2 separate regions of the Canis lupus genome follow, and region 1 is linked to region 2. A link is a contact called in public Hi-C data. All regions are on one chromosome and are shown on one strand. The core of a region is the stretch at or near the end of the contact, and the rest is flanking DNA. Distances in the headings are between cores, read along the strand shown. Region 1 overlaps RNF157 (E3 ubiquitin ligase RNF157). Region 2 holds the start of UBALD2 (UBA-like domain-containing protein 2).

Region 1 (3,084 bases), core at 344-2,843, 62 kb after region 2:
TCTATGGGATTTCCGAATCTCATGGTTATCTAAAGAAAATAAAATCTCAATAAGGTTACTGATTCAGAATAATGGCTTTCTCCCTAGGGCTATATCTGCAAATAGAGAGCCTAGCCAAAGTGACCAGACCTTACCAGGGCTGAGAATCCTGCAGTCGATTGGCTTGTAAACTTAACTTTCTGTATTTCATACTGTTACTCTGTTTCTCAAGCCAGAGCATATTTTCTTTCCAGGACTATGAGAGGAGACTTAACAACTCTTATAATTAAACTTGGACCTTATTTATGTTGTTTAGAGTCAGTATATTTCAGTGCGAGCCCAGAAAGACAGCTTGCAGTTTTTCAAATTGAAGACTAGCTTATGGTTTTTTGTTTTTGAAATATGGAATGAAGAAGACTTTGTTCCCCTTGCCCGTCTTAGTAATTGGCCTGCTGAAAAATGACTGGAAAACTAACACTTGGTGACATTAGAACATTCATATGCTTCTTTGGGGAAAGAAAAAATATGTGCTGTATATTTTTAAATACCTGTTTCGACGAATACTAGTGCTTGTCTCTCTTGGCACATTCTTTACAGATAGTGTCAGGAATCTCAAACTCTCTTAAATGAAAAGTGGATTCTTATTTGTGTGCTGGGTTGTGGGTCTTCTGACCAGATGAAATCCGGAAGTCAGACGTCTAGAATGGAGTGCTTGTCTGTAAGGAATAGTTTCTCTGACCATTAGTCATTATTTACCAACTTGCTGAAGGAAAAAGATGACTGTGTCGCTTTAATAAAAGTACTTCTTTTTTTCCCTTTTAACCCCCCTTAAAATTAGGTAGTGTTAGGCAAAATCCTTTATATCTAAAAACAGCTCATCCTCAGGAAGGTACTTTTATTTTAGAAGCACAGTATGAGTGGGTTGTGCTTTATCTTGGTCCTGCTGGGGGTGGGGAGAGGGTGCTGTGTCTTGGTGAGAGCTTTCTATCAGTGGGGAACTGAAAGTTGAATAGGTTTCATTTGTCACCAAAGCGGTACATAGCAATGGTCATTGACCTAAATCTGTGTGATTTTATGGTGGATGCTTTATTCTGCAGTGGATTTTTTCATGCTTTTCTTATCACCTATTAGGGTGATTGGAGAGAATTGGTTAATTGGGTATATTCATCCTAGGGTTTAAATATTTTGAAAAAGGTCAACATTAGATGTGATGTCACAGAGCCATGACATTGGCCCTGTGTGCTTCCTGCCAGGGGACCTTGCAGGGGAGTTAACAGACTATAAATAGACTGCCTTCTTGGATTGATTCCTTTGGTAACCAAACCTGAACACCAAGCATCTTTGTGTTAAGGTCATCCTGTGACACCCTCCTAGTGTCTCCCTCACATCTCTATATAAGTGAAAAGAGTGTCTTGCGTGTTGTCAGCTTTGTGATCACCAGTCTTTCTACACTAGTGATTGATTGACTCCCCATGAGGATTGGATGGGAAATGAGAGAAAAGGGGTTTTACTGTTGTAAATATAGCTCATTTGATGTTCTGGTCTGCAGCAGGCACAATACAGTCTGTCTCAGGGCTGCAGCTGGTTAAATAGGCAAATCTGTATTCATTTCACAGCATTCAAGCCGAGACTAAACTGTTCTCCCGACACTGATCTAAGAAAATGTTCTAAAGCATCACCAGTCTAAAAATACCCACTGGTAAGTCTTGGACACACTACACATCTGAGAAGAGGGGAAGTAGAGAAAGCTGAGAAAATAAGCAGACATCAAATAAAAAGGAACTGAAATTTAAATATAAAAGCCCTAAAATCTATAAAAGAAAAGGTTTGTGTGGTGCTGTAAATGAGTTATTCATATGACCCCAGATGTTGGTTTCCATAGTAACTATTATTTGATTCTTTGGCACAAATATTACATGTCTGCTAATGTATAAAATGAGTACTTTTCTATTTTAATTATAGATTCTCTAAAATAATATCCTTTCTCTTTGGAAGCAGAGATTTGGCATTTGGGGCATTTTCTTTCCTAAGTAAAAACTGAATTAGTGCATTTTAATTTGTTTTTCTCCTCCACCCTTCTTTCTCCTGTTTTTTCCCCTTTTTTCCTATTAAGATTCCCTTCAAGGAATGTTCATGGCATCATTATTTCTAATAGTGAAAACTAGAAACAGACCATTAGTGAAAGATTAGTGAATACATAATGGTATGAAGTAGACTTCTCTGAAAAAACAAAAACAAGAACAGGGTTCTTTGGAGACATAATCGATTCCAGGGATTGGAGAAAAACATAAGATTAATGGGAATATCTTGTGGTGCTAGAAAGTAAGAAAGTGCTAAAAAATGATGGAAGCATGCAAAAAGACACAGTAGCCAATGCCAAAGAGCCCCCGACGGCCAAATTTAGGATGCTGTGTGCATATGGCTAGGCCTGAAGCTAATAGCAAATGTTAGCAAATTATATTTTTACAAAAACACTTTTTATTCAAGTTAATTAATTATGTTTCTGAATGACTATAGTCCTTTTTATAGACTACTGGAAATTGCCCAATCATTTGCAACTAAAATAAGATACGACCTCATATGCATTGTGACCATATTATCTACAACAAAATGTGAGGGCACTCTGTTGGGGTAGTTTAACAAAATGTTTGAAATTAGAATGGTTTAAAATAATCTAGGCTATATGGTTGATATATATATGCACATATATGTGTCTATACATATATTTTGTATGTGTGTGTACACACACAGCCACACTCAGCCACACTTCTTCCGTTCAGTCTAAGCTGGCAGTTCCTCATTTGGTCACTAGGTGGCACTTGGCCAGTGTCAGGCAAGAGTAAAAGGAAACTGATGAGCGCTAGGATAAAAGGCCAAAGAGGAACTTGGTCAGTATTCACTCAGAATCTCGATGGGGAGTTCCCTGGGGCCCATTGAAAGAGTTCATTTGGCTGACCTTTTCTTTACTCCTGCACTAGAGGTGTTTGGGAATTAAATGATTCTGAGATTTGGGCTATTTTCAGTACAGACATGGCAGGTCAGTCCTAAGAGAGTGCTGTACTGAGTCATAGCTCTGGTCCCCCTACAGACAGAACCAGGAGAGGG
Region 2 (2,871 bases), core at 202-2,701:
AACTAGGTGAAAACAGGGCACCAAGGACAAGACAGAGCAGAGCGACCATTTGCAGCTCCTCCAGGAAGGGCAGCAGCTCTGGGAAGGGAGGCATGGGCAAGGACATTAAGTGTTAAAAATGCCAAAAATGCACTCCAAAAGCCACAACAGATCTCCTGGGGAATAATGTCTTACAATCCCTATGGCCCAGGCCAGTCCCTCCTCCCCCAGCAGGGCTAATAGGTAACTAGGGGGGGTGGGGAGGGGAGGGGAAGGCATTCAAGCCTCCAAAGCAAAGCGATGTCCCCTGCCCCTGGAAGGCAGGACACCCCACTGAACGGGAGGGCAAAGGCTCAGGCCGAGGGGGGCCGCGGAGAGCAAATCGGGACCTGAGGCGCTCGGTTTCCCCGTACTTTACAGGGTCTTCACCTCCTGGGATCACATGCAAATTCCCGTCCTGATCTTGTCACAGTCCGACCGTCCTCCGCGCTCAGGGCACGTCCCTTTCCCAACAACAGGAAAGAGTGAACGTACCTCTCTGGGTAGAGCCCCGCGCCCGGAGCCAGGGTGGATTTGGCCCTTTCCTGTTCCCTGCAGCGCTGCGGGGGGGGGGGGGGGGGGGGAGCTACCGCCCCGGGGGCAAGAGGGGGCTCCCCGCAAACGGACACCCCGGGGCCCGTCCCTGGGCTTCCCAGGTGCCCCAGGCGACGGGTCGCATCCGAGCCCCCTCCGCACTCCGGGGCGCCGGCCCCCCCGCCCGCCCCAGGTCGCGGGTCCGGCCGCCCGGGAGGCAGGGCCACCCAGCCCGGCGAGCCGGCGGCCCCGGAGCCGCTCTTTCCTGGAAGACATTTTGGCTCTTTGTTTACATCGCGGCGCGGCGCTCCCCGGCAACATGGCTGTCACCGCCGGCGGCTGACAGCGCCCCGCGCCCCCGGCCCCCGGCCCCACTTACCATCTGGTGGTGGTGGTGGCCGTTGGGAATGTTGGTTTCTTGGAAAAACGTGCTCAGGGCGGTCTGCGGACACACACGGCGGCGGGGCGGCGGTTAACGGGGCCGGGCCGGGCGGCCCCCTCCCTGCCTCCCCCCCCTCCCGAGGTCCCCCCGGGCCGCGCGGCGTTGGGGTGCGTGCTGGGGGGTCCCGCCCGCAGGGCCCTCCGCGCCGCCCCCGCCCCCCCGCGCGGCCGCCGAACGCCCCGCCGGGAGGCAGAAATAGAAGCCCCGCGCCCCCCCCCGCCCCCGCCCGCCCCCGCGCCCCCGCGCCCCCGGGGCCCGGCCAGCGCGCACCTCGAACTGCCAGTGGGCCGCCTGCAGCAGCTGCTTCGCCTGGTCGGCCGCGCAGCCCGCGGCCAGCACGAACTGGTTGATCATGACCTGGTGCCGCAGCTCGTCCATGTTCACCGACATGGCTCCGGCCGCCGCGCGATCCCGGCTCGGCGGCCGCGGGAGGCCGGCCGCCCTCGGCTCGCGCTCGCCGCCCCCGGAGCCCCGGAGCCCCGCCGCCGCCCGCCCGCCCGGCGAGTGTCCCGGTCCGGCTCCCGCGGCCGCCGACACCACAAACAACGGCGCGGGGCGGGGCCGGTGTCCCAACGTTCGGGGGCCGCGAGCCGCCGCCGCTGATTGGCCCGCGCCGCTCGGCCTGCGCCCGGCTCCGGTGCGGACGTTCGATTCGAATCCTGCGGCCTGCGGCCCGCACTGTTTCTCTTTTCGCCCGGCCGCGCCCATTGGCGGAGGCCGGCGCCGTGGGGCGGCCCCGCATTGGCCGGCCGCTGTGTTTTGGCTCGTCCTGGCTCGTGATTGGCCAGGCCCGGGAGTTTGGGGCGGGGCCGCGCGCGCTGATTGGCCCGCCGTGCGCCCGTTTGAACTCAACTTGAAAACCTTGAGTGTCTGCTGATTGGCCGAGCGCCCTGTGTTTGCTGTTGTAGGCTTGGGGGTGGTGCGGCCAAGTTCATTCATTACTTCATTGAAACTGAACATGCTCAGCTGGAAAAGCAAGACAGAGTGGCTTTGACTCATTTCCTCTGAAAGATGTGGTCATCTCGAGAAGCAGAATGATCAAAATAGAAAACAGAGAGTTTGCAGCTGCTCGAGTCTCAAAATTGTTTATTTTTTTTAAACTTTCAAGCATCTCTCCCCCCACACACACACTTTTTCAGCCTGTTATAGAAATAAAAGCTACCCGCTTTCTACCTCCTCTTGATCACTACCATCCCCACAGGCCAGTCTCTTTCTGGTTTTCAGACCAAAAACTTTGCTCTCATTGGCTCTCAAACCCCAGCCATTTAAAAACAAGATTTGTTTATATGCTCTTGAGCTTCCATCTTCTGGATAAGGAAGTGACCTTCGGGGGGCGCCTGGCTGGCTCAGTAGGAAAAGCCTGTGACTCCTGATGTTGAGGTTGTGAGTTCGAGCCCCATCTTGGTGTAGAGATCATTTAAAAATAAAATCTTTAAAAAAAAAAAAAAAACCCCAACGATTTGACTTTCTGGGCTTTGTTTGGGAATTGTGGGGGTGGAGAAAGAGCTAGGAGTTTAAGCCGACTGAGGAAGAAGTACAGAGGTCAGGAAGGTAAATATTACTAGGAACTCAGCATTAGAATTGGTTTCTGAAAAACTTAGTTTTGGATCTGAAATACCAATCACACAGTATATTTAAATTACCTAAGGGTCTGCCAAATAAAGAGGCTAAAAGATAGCAAGCCATGGTTCTATTTTGATTTTGCCTAGAGTGAATTAAGTCTCTGAGACAATAAAAAATAAAATGTAAATAAGAGAAACTACACCCAACGTTTCTGTACTGATGAAAAACAGCCTCAGGCTTTGTAATGAGCTTATCTCATTTAGTTAGTCCTTTTGTTTGTTTGCTTGCTTCTTTGTTTGTTTATTTTGAAGAGG

The links. Hi-C and Micro-C count contacts between places; a contact is called where the count stands out from the background.
Region 1: a contact with region 2 is called in a Hi-C map of blood, with 4 times the contacts expected there. The contact joins the enhancer-like site here to the promoter of UBALD2 in region 2. A contact is called at or near these places in 4 of 9 Hi-C or Micro-C datasets (amygdala and blood).

The regions. Positions count from the first base shown.
Region 1 is chr9:5,357,033-5,360,116 of UU_Cfam_GSD_1.0, forward strand. The region is part of intron 2 of RNF157 (E3 ubiquitin ligase RNF157); the gene reads left to right. Among named protein-coding and RNA genes, the nearest start is that of FOXJ1, 34 kb to the right of the region's middle. Within about 2 kb of position 1,594, at least 2 of the 20 cell types and tissues checked have an H3K27ac peak or open chromatin away from gene starts, as enhancers often do. A contact at or near this core is called in blood, where this site is marked.
Region 2 is chr9:5,294,924-5,297,794 of UU_Cfam_GSD_1.0, forward strand. It overlaps UBALD2 (UBA-like domain-containing protein 2), which reads right to left and starts at 1,452. Exons shown (of 3, transcript XM_038546526.1): 1 at 1,265-1,452; 2 at 932-994. The coding sequence starts at 1,384.